Linked DNA regions of Macaca mulatta: region 1 is linked to region 2. Evidence: chromatin contacts called from public Hi-C data. All regions are on one chromosome and are shown on one strand. Each heading gives the region's core, a stretch centred on a gene start, on an enhancer-like site or on the middle of the called end of the contact. The rest is flanking DNA. Distances are from core to core; before and after follow the strand shown.

Region 1 (4,380 bases), core at 1,586-4,085, 57 kb after region 2:
CAAACAGCAGCTCTCCTGCATTGCTGGTGGAGGGTAAGCTGGTACAACCACTGGAGAACAATCTGGCAATATCAAAGTTGAACTGTGCAAACCGTTCTACCTTGCAATTCCATTTCTAGACATTATCCTAAAGAAATTCTTACCATATGTCTAAGAAGCTGTGTGAAAGAATTAACTTACATTGTAATGACAGAAATCATGAATCATTAAATTGCTAGCAACTGGAGAATGGATAAATGGTGGTACAGTTATACAATGGAATACTATTCAGCAGTTAAAAAACTAGAACTACAGGAATCAACCTGGATAAATTTTACATACATAATTATAGGTGACAAAAGCAAGTGACATGAATATCATTTATATTAGGTTTAAAAAGCATAAAACAGTACTGTATGTTACTTAACATCGCTACATGTATGTGGAGCATATAAAAAAGCTTTCATGGGAATGACATACCAAATTCAAGTAGTAGTTAATTGCAGAGAGGAAGAGAGGGAGAATGAGATTGCAGACCGTTTTACAAGGAGCTCTAACTGAATGTTAAAATCTGAAGCAAATACGAGAAAATGTTAAAATGGGATAAAGCTAGATGGTCGGTATACAAGTGTTCATTATATTATTTTCTGTAACTACATTCTGGTAATATTTCGTATTAAACATTTTAAAGGAAAGTTAAGCTTTCAACTCGAGATTCTATAAAAAGAACAAAATAAACCCAAAGAAATAAGAAATTAATGAAGGCATACATTAATGAAAGATAAATTACTTTTAAGACAGATTTTATCTGTAAAACCAAAAGCTGGTTTGATAAATATGATCAAGAAAAACACTCCAATACAATATATAAGAATATATATGTGGCCGGGCGCGGTGGCTCACGCCTGTAATCCCAACACTTTGGGAGGCCGAGGCGGGCGGATCACGAGGTCAGGAGATCGAGACCATCCTGGCTAACACGGTGAAACCCCGTCTCTACTAAAAATACAAAAAATTAGCCGGGCGTAGTGGCGGGCGCCTGTAGTCCCAGCTACTCAGGAGACTGAGGCAGGAGAATGGCGTGAACCCGGCAGGCGGAGCTTGCAGTGAGCCGAGGTTACGCCACTGCACTCCAGCCTGGGCGACAGAGCGAGACTCCGTCTCAAAAAATATGTATATATATATTTCAGGTACATTTTCTAACATTTAAAAAAAATCTCATATTGTTGTCAACCATTCTTATATATTCTTACATATATATATATTTGTTTGTTTGTTTGTTTGTTTTTGAGACGGAGTCTCGCTCTGTCCTCCAGGCTGGAGTGCAGTGGCGCAACCTCGACTCACTGCAAGCTCTGCCTCCCGGGTTCACGCCATTCTCCTGCCTCAGTCTCCGGAGTAGCTGGGACTACAGGCGCCTGCCACCACGCCCGGCTAAGTTTTCGTTTTCGTATTTTTAGTAGAGACGGGGTTTCACCGTGTTAGCCAGGATGGTCTCCACCTCCTGACCTCGTGATCCGCCCGCCTCGGTCTCCCAAAGTGCTGGGATTACAGGCGTGAGCCACCGCGCCCGGCCAATACTTTTCTAGAAAAAACTAATTTTTTCAAGAAGCAAAATAAACAATTCCATGTATCAATAACCATGGAAGCTATATTAAAAACAAAACTATCCATTAAGATGGCCCCACACCCAGAAGGCTTTAAAGATGAGTTCTTCAAAACCTAAGGAATGTGTCATTCACACATGTTATGTCTATTCCAGGTCGTATAAAAATAAATTAATCTGGCTGACTCCTAGCACAACCTGATACCAAAGGACAAGGACAGCAAAAGAAAACCATACGCCAATCTAACTTACGTGCATACATGAAAATCCAAAATTAAATACACAGCAAATTGCATCCAGCAATATACTGAAAAAATAACATACCAGGATTGTAAGGATGGCTCACCATTAGAAAATCTATTGTTGTAGTTATTTTATTGTAGAGTAATGGAATAAAGGCCATACAATCAAAGACTGACACTGAAAATACTTGGTAAAACTTAGTCATTTGCTGATTTAAAAAAAAAATGAAATGGTAAACTACGAAAAGAACATAATTTGCCTATACACCCACTCACACACACACCATAAACCTGCAGAAGATGTCTTGAATGAAACCTAAGATGCAATCCAAAATAACTCCTGGTAAGAAATAAGTGCCTCCGTGGCTACTATTCAGTGTTGCGTTGGATTCTTCGGAAAAGCCAGAATTGTTCTTTACAGATAAATTCTTACCTACAAATCAAAGAGGACTGCCTGTCAAATTTTTCAAATACGAAGGTTTAGTGAAATGTCCAGATAGATCAATAATCAAAAGCCATACTTATACAAGGGTACTAATGGATTAATAGTCTATTAGTAAAACAAACAACAACAACAAAAATAGCTACGAAAAATGTTAAATGCGCACACCACCAAGCAAACTGCAACACTTTACCTGAAAAACAAAGGAAGAACTGAATTAATTAAAAAAAAAAAATAGCCACATTGCTGGATGGCAATTATCAATATTGTACTAGTATCCAATCTTGGCAAATCTACAAAAATACGGAATCCCAAACAAATCCCTGGAAATCTGCCATTTGGCGCCAATCTACTACAGAAATCGGCCCCAGGTTGTGAGGTTCCTCACATGTGCGTGTAAACGCTTCGAGAGGGGTGCAGCCGCGGTCAGAAAAACTGCAGCCTGAGTCCCCGCGCCCCTCTCCTCCCTGCGCGCCAGCAGCCCCTGCATGAGGCTCGCGCGACCGGAAGAGTCGCTTCCGCTCCCGCCCAGTTCTGTGGCGTAGGCCGGACTTTTCTGGTCGGCTGTTGCGCGTGCGCGCGCTCTGGCGTTTCCTACGCGGTCGGGCGTTGGGTTTCGCGGCCCTCGCCGCACTGGTTGCTCGGCACCTTCGGTCGGGTTGAGGTTGTCAAGCTGGACCAATAGGTTGTTTCTCTTCAGTTTCCAGTAAGTGACCGTTCCAGCCGGGGGTGTGGCTATTGTGCGAAGGCAAACCGGTAGAGGCCGCGCCGTCATTTTCTTACCACCTGACTCTTTCCTCAACGGCCCCCTTGGTCACTCCGAGGGGACTGTTGGTAGCCCCGCTCTGCCTCGTGCCCCGCTAGTAAGGCCTCTCCCAAGCTCTGAGTTTCCTCAGAAGATGTGTCCTTTGTCATGAAAGCTCTCATAGCATTTAAGCGCTAGTACTCGACTTCTCAGATGCACCCTGGAGGATGTACTCTTGGCCTGACCCTTAGCCCTTCCGCTTCCTACAGTTGTGACGGGTCCTCAGATACTCACCAGGAGAATGTGATGCTCCCACCACCACTTCTTACTCCAACTTTCTTTGTGACTATGCCCTCTGTTTCAGAATCCTACCGCCTCGTAACAAAGATGTACCACGGACCATTCCACTTCACGCCCCTCCCTCCCTTCTCAAACCCTTAAGAGTGCCTTGAGAGTAAAGCAGTGACCTAAGCACTTTACATGCATTTTATTTAATCTTCCCACGCAGTCCTTAAGTAGGCAGACATGAGAAAATTGAGGCACAGAAAAGTTTAATAATTTGCCCAAGGCAACATAGGTTGGATGTGGTAGGGTTCAAATTTGAATTTATTGTGTAGCTTACTCAGTCTGGCGTTATTATCATTCATTCCTTTCGCTTTTCCAAATACTGAGTATTCCTTTTTTTTTTTTTAGTTGCTTCTACAGAGGAATTTTTTTCGTTAATGCTGTTTAGAGGGTTCTTCTTGAGAAATTTGGGTTCTGTCTGAGAACCCTTTTCTCAGAGCTCTCCTTACACAGACCCTTAAGTGTTGTTTTACCAAATCTAAGCTCCAAACTTAATAATATTTTGCATATCCAAAATGTGCTCATGCTTCCTTAAAAAAGTACCCCTAAACCAGTACCCACTAACCAGCCCCCTTCCTCTACCTCAATATGACAATGGTTATCACTATTCTCAGCAAACATTTGGGCAGCTAGCTTATGTAAGATAATAAAGATAATTGGGGTTTTGAAGAACTCTGAGGTTTAGTTCCAACCTGAAGGGGAAACATGAAAAGGCCTTCATAAAAAGGCCACATAAAATAGCAGATAAATCCCATTTCAGTTGCACAGATTACAAATTGTATAAGAGCAACTTTGGACAAATCAGGTAAGTGCTAGATTTGTTTACTTATCAGTAAAATGTTAAGGTTAGGCTGGGTCACTAAAATATTATAAATCAAAGTTCAGAGAGAGGAGTGATTACTCTGTACTCACTGTTGACGGAGGTGGAGGCTGTAGTTTGTTGTTAGTTTTTTTTGTTTTGTTTTTTTTTTGAGACAGGATCTCACTCTGTCACCCAGGCTGGAGTGCAGTGGCGTGATCA
Region 2 (4,038 bases), core at 570-3,069:
ACCTTTAATCCCAGTACTTTGGGAGGTCGAGGTGGCAGGATTGCTTAAACCCAGGAGTTTGAGACCAGCCTGGGCAACATAGTAAGTCTCCATCTCTTTAAAAAAAAAAAAAAAAAAAAGTAGCTGGGCGAGCTGGGCGTAGTGGTGTGTGCCTGTAGTCCCAGCTACTCTGGAGGCTGAAGCGGCAGAATTACTTGAGCCCAGGAGATCCAGCCTGCAGTGAGCTGTGATCATGCCACTGCACTCAGCCTGGGTGACAGAGTGAGAACCTCTCTCAAAAAATACACACACACACAAAGAGTGGGAAACTATAGTGTATGGCAGAACAGAGAGGAGAACTTGGGTTCACTAAGCACCTACTCTGTGTCAGGTGTACAGGAATGCTGTCTCATTTAATTCTCATGAGAAGATTATGAGACAGATCTAGAGTACCGAAGCAACACCCACCAGTGCATCTCCCCCACGGAGCGGTTAATCTAACTCACCAACCAAAAAAGGTTTGGATCTGGATTTCTGGCTCTTTTGAGAAATAAGAGATCAGGTAACAATAGGCTGGCACTGGGTGGTGGCTGCTCCACTAGATCCTCCACCTGCTGCTGGAGGCACCAGCGCCTCCCTCCTTTCTCCATGACCACCTCTGCCTCCCTCCTGTATGTTTCCTGCCCAGCTCCTGAGCACATCTGAGTTTTTGACTCCCAAGGTGTATATTATTCTCCCCTTTTATTGACAAGTACGGTAACTGAAACTCAGAACAGTCAAGTACTTTTCCCACGGTGGCCTAACTGAAAGTAAAGGATCTAGATAGAATTGGAATTTTGGTTCATTTCATTTATATAGAATGTATTGCCTTTGGAGAGAACATATTGTAAGAAAGAGCTCATATTTAAGAGTGCGCAGGCTGAGCGCGGTGGCTCAGGCCTGTTGGGAGGGCGAGGAGGGTGGATCACAAGGTCAAGAGATGAGACCAGCCTGGCCAACATGGTGAAACCCCGTCTCTACCAAAAATACAAAAATTAGCCGGGCGTGGTGGCGCATGCTTGTAATCCCAGCTACTCGGGAGGCTGAGGCAGGAGAATCGCTTGAACCTGGGAGGCCGAGGTTGCAGTCAGCCGAGATCACGCCACCGCACTCCAGCCTGGCATCAGAGCGAGACTCCGTCTCAAAAAATAAAATGAAATAAAAAATAAATAAAATAAATAAAGAGAGAGAGAGAGAGACTTGGATTCAAGTTCCAGTTGCAGAGCTTGCTGAGTGTGTCTCACCTTGGGTACGTCACTCCACGTTGCTGCTCTGGCCCTCAGAGAGCTCATCTGTAAAATGGGGATGACCAGGCCTACTTCACCAGCTTGTTTTGAGGACCACAGGAGATGCTTGGGAAGCCAACCCTTGACATAACGGGGAGCTCTACAACTCTCAGAGATTGGTGGTGTTAGGCCAACAGGCCAACAGCAAGAGGAGGGCTGGCAAATTTGTGCTACCCTGAAGGAAAGTCCGGGAAGGACTGATTTGAGCCAGCTCTCAAGGCCTTGAGCAAATAGGTCAACACAGAAAAGGACTGGCTGAGCCTTATCTTGCCTGACGGAAGAGCAAGACGTCCACAATTCGAACGCACGTGAGGGAAATCAGATGACTAGACTTGTAGATACTAACGGTTCTGAAGCGGGTAGGTTAGCTTTCCAACCGCCTGGGTGACGGTCTCAGCCTCCGCCCGACCCCTTCCTGCGCGTCCGCTCTTCCCCTGCGCCTGCCCGCGCCCCTCCGCCCGCGCCCGGGCCCCGCCCCAGGCCTCGCCCCCGCTTCGCCGCCGCCGCCGCCGGGCGCAGCCCCGGAGCAGCTGCGCGCCTGCAGACCGGCCCCGCGGAGGCCGCGCGCCGAGCCCCACGTGAGTCCGGCGGATCGCCGCCCAGGGCACCCTCGCGGCGGAAGGTCCGGGGTGGGGACACCGACGAGGGCTTTTCATCTCGTCCCAGTTACTTTGAAACCGAAAGCGCCTGCTGGCGTCCGGCCGGTCCCCGACCGGCAGGGAGGGCGCGAGGCGGCGGCTGGGCCGAGGGAGGCGGAGGGTCCCGGGCTCGCGGGAGACCGGCGGGGCAGGTGACCGCCGACTGCCCCGGGACAGCGGGTGCGGTGCGGAGCGGGTTTTCTTAGCCGGGGAGAGGTGTGGCGAGGGCGGAGACTGGGGGTCCCGAGCTGGGGAGCTGGTCCAGAGGGCGGCTGTGGACCGGAGGGGCCACGTTCTGTCGGGGTGCGCTGGTGGGGAGGACTTTCAGGCACGTCCCGCACACCCGCACTGCAAACCAGGCCCTGGCCCCCTTCCGAACCCGAAGGCACCCCCTCCACCTTTGCAGGGCTTTCCAATCAAAGCAACTCCAGAATGAAACGTCAGGATTGCCAGGAATGGAAGCCTCCACTAGCTGTTCGTTTACGCGTCTTCCTTTAGAAAGCAGATACCCCCTCCCCCAGAAGGCCAGCTCTAACGAGCCTTGACGCAAACCAAAGTTCCGAGAGGTGGAAGGAGTTGCCCAGAGGCACCCAGAGAACTCGCAGATTCTGAGTTCTCCGTACCAGATTGTCTCCACTTTGTTCCTGTTCTGCAGGGTCTTCGTGGTTCTGAGAATGTTCGGGGCCAAGCTCTTGCCGCGGGTCCCACTGGGCCACTCTGGCTGGCCGACTTTCTCTGCTCATTCTGCCTCCTTCTGCTAAGTTTCCATATTTGGGTATTTCAGATTTACTTTCATGAGAACTCAGTTATCTCGCTGTGGCACCAGGCGAGCGTTGAGGTTGGTGAAACCAGGCGAGGCTCCCTGCCAGGGTTGCCCCTGCAGCCCCTACCCTCCATAGCCCTGGGCTCTGACCCACCTCCTGTGAAGATGGGCATCTGGTAAACAGTTAATTCTGTAAATATTTATTGGGCAGGTGCTGTGTGAGAACTGGGCTGGGGCCAATGGAATATGATTATTTCCTCCAGAGATACTTGCATTTTAAAAGGGCTCTGGAAGACCTGAGATGCAAAGAAATTAGTTGAACCATTTCTGGGAATAGAACAGTTCTGGGTGTGTGCGAGATAATTTTAGGCAGCAAAAGGCTGGGCTAGGACCTCACAAATCCCAGCACAGCTGCTCTGCCTTATGTACTCACAAAGCTGAAAACAGGGGTGTTAATGTAATTGGTGGTTTGGGTGGAAACACTTCCATCCCTAACTCTAATTTGAACTAGAAAGACAGAAATTGCTGCAGGAACGATGCACGTAAGATGGAAGTGGAAAACGCCTAGCTTCTGTAAAGGTTTTTGATTTTGTTACAGTTACTGTTTTTGTTGTAACTCTGTGGAATGGATCAACTCTCAGATCCCTGGGTCCTGGACAGAGGCAGGAGAAAGTGTCTGAGCCAGCATCTGGAACAGGGGAAGTGATGGAGAAGGATACTCCTCCCACGGCCTCTGGGCTGAGGCCTGTTGTGATGGGCAGGGTAGGATGGTGGTGTTTCCCTCTGTCAGCAAGCATCACTCGCTGGACTTGGGTAGTAGGGCGATGGAAAGAATGTGAAAAAGAGCTGCCGTCTACTGAATGTCCTAATGATAGGGACTGGGATGTTTCAGAGGGGATGATTTGCACAGTCGGGGAGCTAGATGCCTCAGAGTCACTCTTGTTAGGCTAGCAATGGGAAAGGCACCTCAGTACTTAGACCAACCTTCTGTGATTAGCTCAGCTTTACTGGGGAGCACCTTGAAGGAAAAATAATTATTTGTTTGTAAAGCTCATTCCTTTGCAGAGCATTTTCTCTTTGCCCTTGTCGTTTTGTTCTCATTTTGTCCTCCATGATGCCCTCGTGAGAGCAGGCTTATTCTCTACATCTCTCAGATTGTGAGGGTGAAGCACTGAGGGGGTAAATAGGTCCCTGAGCTCCACTGCTGGACCAGGCCCAGAGCATTGAGGTGTCTGGTTCCCCTGCTCCAGGCCCCTCACCCTGGCTTCTCAGAGAGCCATATCTGCCCACCTCCTCCTCTGTCTGAGGGGTCAGCAAGGGGACCCAGATTCTG

What was found. Hi-C and Micro-C count contacts between places; a contact is called where the count stands out from the background.
Region 1: a Hi-C map of fetal cortex germinal zone shows a contact between it and region 2, with 1.6 times the contacts expected there. The contact joins the promoter of LOC711961 here to the promoter of TRAF5 in region 2. A contact is called at or near these places in 3 of 14 Hi-C or Micro-C datasets (cortical neurons, fetal cortex germinal zone and liver).

Annotation. Positions count from the first base shown.
Region 1 is chr1:69,117,181-69,121,560 of T2T-MMU8v2.0, forward strand. It overlaps LOC711961 (putative uncharacterized protein encoded by LINC00467 homolog), which reads left to right and starts at 2,836. Exons shown (of 6, transcript XM_077937318.1): 1 at 2,836-2,975.
Region 2 is chr1:69,061,186-69,065,223 of T2T-MMU8v2.0, forward strand. It overlaps TRAF5 (TNF receptor associated factor 5), which reads left to right and starts at 1,820. Exons shown (of 11, transcript XM_077937158.1): 1 at 1,820-1,882.